Linked DNA regions of Mus musculus: region 2 is linked to region 1. A link is a contact called in public Hi-C data. All regions are on one chromosome and are shown on one strand. The core of a region is the stretch at or near the end of the contact, and the rest is flanking DNA. Distances in the headings are between cores, read along the strand shown.

Region 1 (6,994 bases), core at 1,657-4,156:
ATCTTATTGACTGAATCTAAATTCATTCTGTTGTTGCTAACACACTTTCAGAGCAAGAATGTTAAATCAAACATCCATGTCTTCTTGCTAAGCCCTATTCCCAGACTCCTTCAACAGAACAGAAGAAGATAGCATTGATGATCATACTTTACAGTTTGAGTCAGTCCTATCTCAGGAATTTTTCTGGCATCTCAAATTCTCCTTTAATTAGTCAGTGATTTAAAATGTGTTATTAGCTCTTTATGTTTTTCAAAGATTTATTTATTTATATTTCATGTGTTTGAGTGTTTTGCTTGCATGTATGTGTGTCTAACACATGTGTCTAGTGCCCAGGGATGTCAGAGAGGGTTTTGAGTCCCCTAGAACTATAATTATAGGTATTTGTGAGTTGCCATGTGGGCTTTCGGACCCGAACCCAGGTACTCTGCCAGAGTAGCAAGTACTCTTAACTGCTGGGCCAGTTCATCAGCCATTGTATTAATATACATAGTAATTAATATATATTACTATATATTAGTTTTTAAGTGTTAGTTCTGGAGCTATATGGTGAAATATTTCATATGAAATCATTTGGTTGCATCTATTTCAGAAGCCAGAGGGAGTTTATAAATGGAAATCATAGATGCAAGTCTGTAAATAAATGGGGAATCTCTGAAGTCCCATCACTGGAACAAAGACATATATTCATTATACAATTTTTTCAACTGTTTCAAATTTGCAGTTTATAGACACTAATTTCCCTCCTGTCTGAGCAAAACCTCTGAGAATGAGAAATGAGTTCTCTACAGTGTCAAGGATTTCTCTCAAGACCATCAACTTCCCCTCCCTGGGTTTGTCCTTGTCTCTACATCATGGCTCTTATTATACTGATGTGCCTCAGATTCTGCAGGCAATTCCTCACGTAATGTCAAAACCTATGACCAGGAGATGCTCATGGCAATTTCCATGGAGCAGGTTTTCACCTTGTCCATAGAAGTGAAGCTGCTATTGTTATTCACTTCATTTCATTTTGCATTAAACTCTTCTTTTGGTTCATAACAATTAGCTTTGAGCTCTGGATCAAAGACTGAATTATCAGTTCAGAGACAAGGGTTACTACTTTCAAAATAATTTCTCTGTGCTGATTCTCCAACCTTTCCAACCTCTCAGCTTTCACTCTTCACCTTGTATAATTGTTATGCAAACCTTGCATGTGACTCTCTGTGATTACACCCTATGCTCATCTCTAGAATCTTAAAGGAGGTGAGAGTTAACTTTTGCTTCTCAGCTGCTTAAGGACCAATCATTGTTTCTCATTCATTTTGTGATCTTTTGTTTAAACCAAGCTCCTGCTTCCCACATAGCATGGGGAAGTTTATTTAGTTAAGTGAATACTTAATGCTCTTAATGCTCTCTCCTCCCCACTGCCCTATAGGTTCCCATCAACCTGGGAAGTTCATTTAGTTAAGTGAATACTTAATGCTCTTTCCTCCCCACTGCCCTGTAGACACATTTGTACATAATCACCAAAAGAGAACAGAGAAAGGGAAGAAGGGCAGAAGAGTGTGGGGAGGGATGAGCCAATGATTCTAAAATTGTTCTTTGATCAACAGGATAACTTCATATCCAAGGACTCGGTGATTTACTTGGAGTGATTGATAGTTAGCCTGACTAGTTAATTGCAGCTCCTCCAAAACCAAAGCCAACCAAACCTAAAAAGGGCAAGAACAACCTGCTGCTAACCAAAAGTTAATTCTAGGTTAGTTAAACTATAATGCTTCGTGTGTCAAGTTTTTGAACATTGAACAAAATGGTTTGGAGTACTACCACTTAATGGATCTTTCTTTTTGTCTCTTTAAGACACGCTGTTCTTTGGGGACATAAAGGAAAGTTTTCAGATAAAGCAGGTTCCCCCCTTAAAGGCCATATGTTCAGCATCAACATGGAGGCAGCGATGACAAGTGGGAGGGGACACTGTCACATCATGCTGTCCTCCAGAATCCAAAAGAACAGTCTGTAGCCCTGATGATGACAGCTAGATGTCTGCTGCTCCCAGCCTTTGTTTTTCTCTGCCTTGAATCCCATGTTCTATGAAACCATCTACCCGTGTAAGATTTGTTCAGGAGATGAGATAGTTTCCTAGTAACAACTGAATTCTCAAAACAGAAATCAAAAGCTCACTAGATGTATTCCAGATGAACAGCTACATTTATGGAATATCCTTCAAAGGGAAGTTTGATTCTGACTTACCCCTGGTGGTTAATTTTATTTGGCCAGCTAGCTCAGAGAGGGAAGGTTATTAAGACCGGACAGTCACTAATGAAATTTTAATCATTCTCTGATACACAAATTACATGGACAATAGGTAGCTTTGTATGTTAGTGTTAAGGAGTAGGGGGCAGGCGCAGGTCCTGATAAAGAACTTTACCCTAAACGAGCAGCCTCTTCCAAGGATGGATGGGTTGGGAAAAGAGCTCAGGACAGTCATCTGGCTTCCTGTGATAAACGTGCTGAGTGAGGGAAGGCTTCCTTCCTGAAGTGCGGCTCCTTGGCACAGTCAGCCCACGCCTTCCTGCCACATCTCAGCATTCACGGGCTGATATTCCTGCCTCATAACTAACCCCCTTCCCCCTATTTCCTCCTTTTCAGGCCCAGGAAGAAGGGGAACCCATGAGTCACTCACCCTCACTCAGATAGATGAAGGCAGTCCCTTTGTGTCTAAGCTAAATAACCATCACGTCTTAAATAATTACTCAGGAGGGCCATTCATTCGTCTCTGTGGTTTCTGCCATGGGTTTCCTCCGTGCACCTGTAAATGGCAAGACCCTAAAAGGGAGAAAGCACAGTACCCGAATTCCTACATCATGTCTAAATGAACAAATCACTTCTCCTTTCTATTATCTTAAAGCAGTATCATAAGTTTCTTTATGAGTGTGTGGCTTACTGTAATTCTTAGGACTCTTCCCCAAGCCTGAAAAAACATCTACATGAGTCCCGTAAGCATTGTGAGATACTAGAGATTTTCCTGCCTTAAAATTGTCAGTTGCCTCCTGATTTAGTTTGTTAATTTAAGTGCTGAACTTTTTTAAATGCCAAATGTGGCATTTTTTTTCATATTACTTTTAATGAAAATGGGATTCATATTCGCAAATAAAAAATGCTGGAAGTAATGAATCTGCCATTGTTTGACTGTGAAGGTGATTCAGGCTGCCGTGTTCATTTAGGACATGAATAAGTAGCAGAGGCATTGAAAGTCTAAATTGCTTTTATTGTGTGCTAGGGATGGAACGTAGGGTTTCTTATTGCTGTCACTTTGCTTCAGGAAATATGATTTGTTTGGTGAATATTCAAATGATGTCATGATCAAGACACAAGCCACACAAAGTGTAAGGTCACAGCAGTGTGGCAGCAGAGTTGGTTTGCTCTTGACGAATTACTGCCCAATTGTCCGTCTTCACCCTCAAGCTCTTGCCTAGTGGGTTTGATCATGCGACAAGGGTGAATTTATGTCTCTTTCAAAAGTTTCTAAAAACTCCACATCTTTTGTTTTTATTTTTTCTTGTTCGTTCTCCTTTAGAATTTGAATGTTCTCCCTTTTGTTGTTGTTTGACCTTTATTTATTGAGTAGTGGGTCATCTTTAGTGGATTTCAGAGAAGTGTTACGAATATGTAGAGTATATTGGGAAAATAACTCACCAGCAAAAGATATAATTGACCATTATGAGGTATGAAGAAGAAACAGTTGCCATCTTTCAGGAGGGCGTGTCAAGATGGTAAATGCCTCTTCAGGGAACATGGGGTGTCTGAATGTTGGTTGTCTTATCAAGTGGCAACATGGCACTGGTACCTAATAATCGGGGACAATAGGTGACATAATATGTGCTCTGAGGTATTTAACACATTGTCATGTAACAAAAAGAGTTATCTGAATGAAACTATCACTAGTGTCAAGCTGCAGGTGAAATCTGTTTTGTAAATTTGGTGTCTCGAATATTTGTATTTGACAAGTTCTTATTCTCAGTTCTATTTAAAATACTAATAGGATGGCTCAATTCGTACCTCACTAAAGGATACAGAAATTGGTCAAAATACTTGTTTATATTTTATTTCAATATTCCAAAATCTTGGTACATGTCTGATATGTAATAAATAGCTATTAAGTGATTGTCAACCTATACTGAATCAAGATGAGATTCTAAATATGATGGTAGTCCTGAAAATAAAAAAAAATACAGGAAACATAACATAGTTAGAATCAATTTAATTTGTCAACTAAGAATGATAATAAAGGAGAGTATATAATCAAAATACCTTCTTTTTCATTAATTTATTTATTCACTTACATTCTAACCACAAGCCCCCTGCTCTCTTCCCAGTCCCACCTTTATATCTCCCTTCCCCATTCCCTCTACCTTTCTCTTCAGAGAAGGCGACCCCTCATAGGTACCAATCCATGCTAGCACATCAAGTCACACAACAGGATTAAGGGCAACCTCTCCCACTGATGCCAGACAAGGCAGTCCAACAAGGGGAAAGGGGACCAATGGCAGGCCACAGAGTCCAAGACAGCTCCCCTCGAACTGTTAAAGGAACCACATGAAGACCAAGCTGCACATCTGTTACAAGTATGTAAGGGCCTAGGTCCAGCCCATACATGCTCTTTGGTTGGTGGTTCAGTCTTTGTGAACTCTCATGAGCCCAGGTTAGTTTACTCTGTAGGTCTTTTTATGGTGTCCTTGACCCCTCCGGCTCACTCAACACCTCCCCCGCACCCCACACTCTTCCACAAGACTTTCTAAACTCCTCCTAATGTTTGTCAGAAAGTCTCTGTATCTGTTTCCATCAGCTGCTAGATGAAGCCTCAGAAGACAGTTATGCTAGGCTCCCGTCTGCAAGCATAACAGAGTATCATTAACAGGGTCAATGATGGGCTCTCTCCCGTGGGACGGATCGCAAGTGGGCTAGTCATTCGTTGGCCATTCCCTAAATTTCTGCTCCATCTTTATTCCTGCATATCTTTTAGGCAGGACAAATTTTGAGATGAAGGTTTTTTTGGGTGGATTGATGTCCTTCTCCCTCCACTGGAAGACCTGTTTGGCTTCAGCAAGTGGCCACTTCAGGCTCCATATACGCAGGTGTTAGGAGTCTTAGCTAGGTCCCATAGACTCCCAGCACCTTCCCCCATCACAGAGATACAGTCCTGCCACAGATTTCTATTCTTTCTCCCAGCCCTCTCCCCTCTGTACACCTAATCCTGACCTCTAATCTCCTCTCCACCCTTCTCCTACTCTCCCTCCCTCCCCCTCCCCTCCACCCCTGATGTCAGTTTTATTTCCCCTTTTGAGTGAGATTCATGAACCCTCTTTCGGTCCTCCTTATTACCTAGTTTACTTGAGTATGTAGATTTTAGCATGAGTATCCTATTCTCTATGGATAATATCCATTTATAACTGTATATATTTCCTTTTGAATCTAGGTTACCTCACTCAGGATGGTATTTTCTAGTTCCATCCATTTGCCTGCAGATTTCATGATGTTCTTTTTAAAGGTATATCTGAGTAGTATTTTGTTGTATAAATGAATCATGTTTTCTTTGTCCATTCTTTGGTTGAGGGACATTTAGATTGTTTCCAGTTTCTGCCTATTATGAATTAGGCTGCTATAAACTTAATTGAAAAAGTGTCCTTGTGATATGGTGGAGCATCTTTTGTGTATATGTATAGCTGGGTCTATTCCCAATTTTCTATGAAATCACCAAATTTATTTCCAAAGTGGTGGAAGTTTGTACTTCTACCAGCAATAGAGGAACATTGTCCTTGCTCCACATCTTCTCTAACATTAGTTAGAGTATTGTGCTGAACTCTCCCACTATTAATATGTGGGGTTTAATGTGTGACTTAAGCGTTAGTAATGTTTCTTTTATGAATGTAGGTACCCTTTCATTTGGGGCATAGATGTTCAGAATTAAGATGTCATCATTGTGGATTTTTCCTTTCATTATAATGTAGTATCCTTCCTTATCTCTTTTAATTACTTTTGGTTGAAAATGAAATTTTATTATGTATTAGAATAGCTACTCCAGCTTGTCTCTTGGGTCCATTTGCTTGGAAAACTTGTTTTCTGGCTCTCTCTCTCTCTCTTTTAAATTTTTTTTAAAAAGAATTTTATTGAATATTTTCTTTATTTATATTTCACACTTTATCCCCTTTCCAGGTTCCCCCTGGAAACTCCCTATCCCATCCTCCCTCCCCTGCTTCTATGAGGGTGTTCCTCCACTTACCTGCCTGCTCCCACCTTCCCACCATAGCATTCCCCTACACTGGGGCATCAAACCTTCAAATGACCAAGGGCCTCTTCTCTCATCGGTTCCCCACAAGGGCATTCTCTGCTACATATGTGGCTGGAGCTGTGGGTCCCTCTATGTGTACTCTGATTGGTGGTTTAGTCCCTGGGAGCTCTGGGGGAAGGTGTCTGGTTGGTTGATATTGTTGTTCTTTCTATGGGGCTGCAAACCCCTTCAGCTCCTTCAGTTCTTTCTCTAAGGTAGCTTCTAACGTTCTTCCTGAGGTATATTTCTCATATGCTGCAGAATGATGGATCCTGTCTTTGCATCCATACTGTTACCCTGTGTCTTTTTATTGGGGAATTAAGTCCATTAATATTGAAAGGTGTTAATGACCAATGATTGTTAATTCTCATTATTTTGATTTTAGTGGTTATTGTTGTGTGTTTTGGTGTGTGTGTGTGTGTGTGTGTGTGTGTGTGTGTGTGTGTGTGTGTTGTGTGCTTCTTTTCTCTTAGCTTTGTGGTTTGGAGTCCTTTATTTTTTTTCTTGAGTGTAGTTAACCTCTTTGTGTTGGAATTTTCTTTCTAATATCTTTTGTAGAGCTGGATTTGTGGATAGATATTGTTTAAATTTGGTTCTGTCATGAAATATCTTGTTTTCCTTCATCTATGGTGATTATAAGTTTTGCTGGGTTTAGTATTCTAGACTGACATCTGTGGTCTCTCAGCA
Region 2 (6,994 bases), core at 1,561-4,060, 170 kb before region 1:
ACAGGGACCACTAACACTCTAGATCACTGGCCAATTGAAAGGGAAATTTTTCTAACTGATTTTTGGTAATAGTTCCCAAAGGCCAAACTAGAAAGATTGTTCCGTTCTTGAGGCCAGATAGGAAACTCCTGATTTCTAAGAATGAAGGACACTTTGAAACGCTAGCGAAGAAAACCCTCGTGGTTTCCACAGTTCCCTTTCCTGGACTTCAATGATGAGACACTGAAAACTGTCATTAACCCTGACAGTGGAGTCCAGTGCTAACTGCTAATGGAGACTGGTGAATTCTCTGGCTAACCCTCAAGCCACCTTTTTTTCTAAGTATTTCTTTTTTGAGACAAGATTTCATAGAGCTCACAGCTCTATGTAGCCGAAGGTGACCTTGAACTCTTGATCTTTTTGAGCTCAGGCTGGCCTTGCATCTACTATGTAGCTGGAGATGGCCTTGAATTCTTGATCTTCCAGCCTCTAACTCCTGTGTGATAGGCTATAGGCCTGTGCAACTGTACTCATCCCCAGCTTTGTTTCTGAATTTCTGCTGGAGCTGCTCACATATTCCTGGAAGCTGGCACCTGACTGAGAAGCCTAAACTTGCTGGATTGAGCATGAGTGTGCAGTAGAAAGTGGATAAAGAGAAAAAATTATAGATTAAATAACCACACCCATGTGGTACGTGGGTTGTACAGTTTTGCATTCTTTCCTTTCCATCCTTTCACCATGAGTAGAGAAGTACAATTTAACCCATATGCCATTTTAAAGTCACCTTCTAGTAAGTCATAATCAGACGAGAACTTGAACATGACGTTAGAAGCAGAAACCAACTTGCTGAGAAATCATCCGGGCTTCCCCCAACAGTCATTTGAGTGGGTTTTTAGAAAAGTAGAAAATTTCCAATTCTAGACAGACTCTGGTTTTCAAATCTTTCCCATAGTCCTTCAAATATTGAGTCTTAGGTCCAGCTGCTCTCCTCATTATTGACATACTTTGTCTTGTGCCCTGGGAAATCAAAGTTTCATTCCAACCTGGATATAGATAAGGGCCCACTAAGTCAGACATAACTGTGAGGCAGGTTTGGGGGACTGGAGTTGGTAGCCATCTGCACACCCTAGAAAGATGCAGCATTGAAGATGATTAAGTGGAGAGAGCAAGGAAGGAACTGTCAAAGACAACATCTTTCTGATGTGTATGGTGATTTCACGGTGGACCTCTGCAGCTGGTGTGTGTGTCAGGGGAGGAGGATGAGAAAGGAGCTATAATAGACTTTGTACAGTGACTGGCTTGAAATTAAGAATCCCTATTAGCCCTAGCTCTGCCGGTGAAGTATGAAGCCTAAGGCATGTCAGTTCCCATCTTATTTTAAAAGCAAATAGATGAAGTAATTTATGCATCGATCTAGTGCTCTTTTCTTTGTTAGAAACTTCGTGATGAAACAGAAATGACACATTTTAGAGCAGAAGAGATCTTACAGTTGTATGCTCTATGGCCTGGTCTAGTGATATTCCTTAGTTTCTTATTCATAAACGGAAGAGAACAAAGGCCAGAAAGTTGTTATAAAAGGACAGCCAGCATCACAAACACTTTCCAAGGTTCCAGAATATAGATGACTGTAACCAGGAAGATCACCATATCCAATGGTGCCATGACCTAGTCTGAAATAGACACATGTTGGAGAGTGACAATTGCTGTGACGAGACTCTATGACTACCCAACTCTTATAAAGGAAAACATTTAATTGGGGCTGCCTTACAGTTTCTAGGTTAAGTCCATTTTCATCATGGCAGGAAGCATGGCAGCATCTGGGCAGGTGTGGTGCTGGGGAAGTAGCTGAGAGTTCTACATCTGGATCTGAAAGCACCAGGAAGAGAAAGAGACACTGGGTTTGGCTTGAGCATTTGAAACTTCGAAGCTACCTCCAGTGTGGCACACCTCCTCAACAAGGCCATGCCTCCTAATAGTACCACTCCCTCTGCACCTATGGAGGCCCTTTTCATTCAAACCACCACACAGGGGGCAGTGCTAGATTCACTTCTGTCCCTGGTGATAAATAGCCTGGTGTCTATGTAACTAAAAATAAAATAACGCAAACCTCTGGCTTGGTCTTTGAATAGAAAACTGATGCCACAGGCTTAAAAACATTATCAGCAGTTTGGGTTCCATTGCACCATATGCCTCAATCCAACTCTGTGGCCTGGAGAACGTCACTTGGAGAACGTCACTTGGCCCTCTTGGCTCTGCTAGGAAGTTCTCCTAGTGGAGGAGAAGGCGACAGCATGTGTCTGGCTGCTTCAATCCTGCCCGGGAAGTGCAAAGCCCCATCGGCTTAAAGGGATTGAAGAATGACTTCTTTGGATGATCTTCCTGGCGCTCTTGGACTCCTGTGTTGAGAACTGAGGGGTGAGGATTAGGGAGAAGCTCCAAAGACATTGGCTTAAGCTCATTGCCACTGTTTTGGCCAATTTAAGCACGTGTAGGAAAAACAGAGAAATAAATCCATATGGTATTACATTTTCACCAACAACGAACTACTCCTGTTTATAAGAAAAATGACCTTTAGGTAAATTTGATGCCTGGGAATCACCTGAAGAAAGATTATTTTTTTGAAAGCTGTTGTGCCTGTGTGAGCCAAGAGTACTTCACGGCTATGAATTTGACAATTCAGTCTCCACAAAGCAACTGTTTGATCCTAGCAGTGATTGGAACTCTGTCCTCTAGAGGGCAGGAATGTACCAGATTTAAAGAACATGGAGGCTTGCACTGTGCTAGGGAGGAGCCAAATGCCCTGCTTACACTGTGTGAAAGAGGAAGGGAGGGAAAGAGATTACCCTAAACTAGTCTCTTAGACTAGGAACAGTAGGAAATCTTGTCTTGAATATTGAATAAGGTATTTTTAAATTGATGTGTTTTATTTTTTTTTTTCTTGGTTTATCTTGGCTTTCCTCTGCACCAACCCAGCTGGTCCTTGTTTTCATTTTTGTAGTTTTGTTTCGTTTTTCTTCAGATTTTGTACTTTGTATTCTAGGTTGGACATGAACTCACTATGTTGTTCAGGATAACCTCAAATTCCTGATGGCCCCGCCCCCACCTCCCACATGTTGGAATTATATGCATGTACCCACCACGCCCAGCTAAGAAATTCTTACAATGATTAAGCACCTTTTAGCTGAGACATTAACAGTAGAAGTAAGTTTCCTTGGCACAGCCCTTTCAGAGCGTGGGGAGACCAAGCCTGGAGCAGGGAATGGTGTCTTTTAACTCATTCTACAGATCCTGAGTAGCCTAACACAGGAGGATGCTCTGCAGATTAATCAGAAACTGAACATAAAAAGATCACTTGGGATGTTAAAACATAAGAACTGTCAGTCAAGATCTCTGGGATTGGCAGTCTGAGAGTCTTAGAAGGCCTTTTCTCCCATGCCATGGCTTTTCAGTTAACCCAGTGCTAGATGCTCTTTGTCTCCCTTGGAGAGAAATTGCCTTGAGAATATGCTTCATGTTGGCAGAGGGATTGCACAGGGAGGTTTAAACAGCAGGCTGCCGAGAGTCCAGGACATGTTGAGGCATAACCTGCTGCCGGTGGACCATGCTGCTCCAGGCGTGACCTGGGAGTTACCGGCAGAGTTTCACACCATTGTTCCTGCTGCTCTGCTTGCTCTCCAAGGAGAGGAAGGCTTACACCACAGCTTTCCCAGGGTCCAGACACTTGCCAGCAGCTGACCCATCAGGAAATGGCCTCTCCCCTCTTCCTTCCCACATTCCTTCCTTCCTGAGCTTCCCCAGTCCAAGGTGTGGCCGCGCGCCCAGAAGATCTGCTCTGCTTGATTGACAAGCAAACAAAACCTTCCTCTTAGATAAGCAAGATCACAGGTCTGTAGGAAATCTATTTGTTTCTGGATGGAGCTTGTCTGCTCTCGCTGTCTCAATAGCTACAGTGCTGACTTCATAGTTTCTTATCATATCTTTAGGATGTGTGGAACAGTAAATCCTAAAACAATGAGCTCTGCTTTGTAACATTTTTTTTAACAGGCTAATTCACAGTGAAATACTACACTTTGTTCTACAGAGTTTATGGTGGTCTCCCTTGGAGTCCTTAGCCATTTGTACTGTGCAATAAGAAAGACTAGAAGAGAGATTTCCTTTTTGAACTTTCTTTTTAATTTAGTTCTTTAGAAATTTGTTATTCCTGACAAGAGCTGGGAATTCAGGAAAGGGTGCCCCTTGCCACTTTTGGGGAGAATCTTTTTAACACAGATGCAACCCAAGAGAGAATGACAGAAAACTGTGCAATATTTTGGCTCAACAAGGTTGTCCCTTGACTTTTACATTTGTGTAAATGGAGAGCCTTCTTGGGATTTTTTTTCTTTGTTGCCTCTTGTATGGCTCTAGGTAAACCTGTGTGTGTAGGTATGCATGTGTGTGCATGTGTGTGTGTATGCATAAAAGGACCAAAGGTAAACTACTTCCAGATTCATTTTAAAGCTGATGCCTACCCTAAGATCATTTAAGGAAGAGCAAACATGTTTCTTCTTTTTAAAAGAATTTTTAAAACATTTTTTTAATTGTTCGCAACGGTTATCACTAATATCAGGTCTAGGAAAAGAGTATCTGCAGCAGACATATTGTTTCATGTTTTATTTCCCAGATGGACAAAAGGGAGATATATACATAGAAGGGGTTGATAGCAATCTCCAGAACGGCCTGTTCGTAGCCTGCAAGATAGGTATTGTTATCCACGTTGATCAAATGAGAAAACTGGTGCTTGGGCAGGTGAGTGAATTGCTATATTTACTCAGCATGTAAAGTAGGATTAGTAATCGAATCCATGATCTCAGATTTCATGTTTTGCTTCTTTAAGAGTACGTTTATTTTTACTATGATGTTTTAAAATGAGCATCTGTAACATGTGACCAGGAACTCAACTTTTCCCTCCTCTCAGTGTCCAAACTAGAGCTGTCTATTCAGCATGAAGATGTTTTCTGTGGTTGTGGTGGTTTGGCTAGGTATAGTCCCAGAGATTCATGTGTTTGAATCCTTGGCCATAGGGAGTGGCACTATTAGAAGGTTTGGCTTTATTAGAGGAGTGTGGCCTTGCTATAGGAAATGTGTCACTGTTGAGGCAGACATGAGGTCTTAAATGTTCAAGCTACTCCCAGTGTGAAACATATTCAGGCTCCTAGCTGCTTTCAGATTAAGATGTAGAACTCTCAGCGCCATATCTGCCTGCATGCTGCCATGTTTCCCACCACAATGGACTGAACCTCTGAAACTGTAAACCAGCCCCAATTAGTTGTTTTCCTTTATGAGAGTCACCATGGTTGTGGTGTATTTTCACAGCAATAAAACCCTTCAAATATACAAGACAACGTGACATGTGGCCAAACAAAGAAAAGCACTAGGGTCAGTATATTTGTGGCTTAATTTTCTGGTTGTAGTTAGAGAATTTTAAGAAAGTTTATATTAGACTCCTTTCTTCCTCTTTTAAGAAAGGAAGGAAGGAAAGAAGGAAGGAAGGGAGAGAGAGAGAGAGAGAGAGAGAGAGAGAGAGAGAACACCAAGGAAACCTAACAACATTCATTTAAAGGTTTATATTTTTGTTTTTGTTGTTTGGTTTTTTTTGGTTTTTGGTTTTTTTATATCAAGCATCTGTTTTCAAATCACATTTGGCTGACTCAAGTGTAAAACAATAAATTCAAGAAACACTTGAATTGTGTTTTCCTTGAAGCCCTCCTGGGTTTAAATGAGAAGAGGAATTACATTCTACTAAATGCATTTTGAATTTATTTGGAGCTCAAACATTTGGAAAGGCATTTATGACATCTGAGAATGTCCTCTGGACATTAAAAAAAATACCTTATTATCACAACAGTTTTATCACTCTAGACAGAGATGCAGTACATTTTTATGTTTTAAAGAGATAGAAAATATAAGAAACCCAGCGCTGGGGATGAGGAGATGGTTCAGTGGGCAAAGCACTTTCTGCACAAACCTGGGGACCCGAGTTCAAATCTCCAGCACCCACATGCAGAGGTGTGTGGCGATGAACTGTTGTAATCCCAGCACCGACAGACAGAAACAAGTGCCTCCTTGTAGCTCTTTGACCAGGCAGTCTAGAATGGCCATCTGCAGGTTCAATGAGAGAACCAGTTTTCAGAGTGGAGAAGCAATTACAGAAAACACTCTGATGGCAACCTGTGGCCACACACACCTGCATGGGTGAGCACACCTACAAGTGTGTACACGTGTATGTACAACTATGCAAAGAAGGAGGAGGAAGAGGAGGAGGAGGAGGGGAAGGAGGAGAGGAGGAAGAGAAGAGGGAGGAGGGAGAGGAGGGGGAGGAGGAAGAGGAGAAGAAGAAGGAGGGGGAGGTAGAGAGGAGGAAGTGGAGGAGGAGGAGGAGGAGAAGGAGGAGGAGGAGGAGGAGGAGAAAACAAACCAAGAACCTGGAGAGGGTAAGAGCAAGCAGTTCTCAAAAACCCTTGTTTTGGAGTTTGGTAAGTAGCCAAGTGGTGGATTCCGTTCTTAGTGTACCAGGGGCCCTAGGCTTGAAATCCAACACCCAGACCAAATTATTTCTGTATTCTTTTTTCAAGGTAAGAAGAATGGTAGAAAGTGAACTTGAATCCATGAGGCAAGGGTGTGATGAAATGTGTGTTACACTAGGCTTAACCTGTGGCTTTTGTTTCTCTTCCTCTCGCTGGATTTATTTTCCTAAATGCTACTCTTGAGTATTTTATGTTTTAAAGACTTATTTTCTAAACCACGACCAAACCAACTTCTATAAGAAGGTCCTTCATTTGGGGCTCAGTGTTGCAGATGTCAGTAAAGCCCATGAGCATCCTGGTGGGCAGCATGGCAGCAGGCAAGATACAGTCTAGTGTTCTTAGACCTTACGTGATCAGACTTCTGATCCTGTTGCTTCCATGTCCTTAAGTCTGGAATTACAGGTATTTGCTTCCAGGATCAGCAGCATCAGCCTTTCTTACAAAATGCATTC

What was found. A called contact is a pair of places that touch in the nucleus more often than the background predicts.
Region 2: a contact with region 1 is called in a Hi-C map of bone marrow-derived macrophages, with 4 times the contacts expected there. The contact joins two enhancer-like sites. A contact is called at or near these places in 1 of 15 datasets of contacts at CTCF or cohesin (the NIH/3T3 cell line), 7 of 484 Hi-C or Micro-C datasets (Th1 cells, bone marrow-derived macrophages, cerebral cortex and 3 more), 3 of 115 datasets of contacts at active chromatin or transcription factors (SST interneurons, bone marrow-derived dendritic cells and fibro-adipogenic progenitors) and 1 of 9 other capture datasets (embryonic stem cells).

What each region holds. Positions count from the first base shown.
Region 1 is chr13:110,794,048-110,801,041 of GRCm38.p6, reverse strand. No RefSeq gene overlaps it. Among named protein-coding and RNA genes, the nearest start is that of Gm38397, 110 kb to the left of the region's middle. Within about 2 kb of position 2,906, at least 11 of the 459 cell types and tissues checked have an H3K27ac peak or open chromatin away from gene starts, as enhancers often do. A contact at or near this core is called in bone marrow-derived macrophages, where this site is marked.
Region 2 is chr13:110,964,032-110,971,025 of GRCm38.p6, reverse strand. No RefSeq gene overlaps it. Among named protein-coding and RNA genes, the nearest start is that of 4930526H09Rik, 64 kb to the right of the region's middle. Within about 2 kb of position 2,810, at least 130 of the 459 cell types and tissues checked have an H3K27ac peak or open chromatin away from gene starts, as enhancers often do. A contact at or near this core is called in bone marrow-derived macrophages, where this site is marked.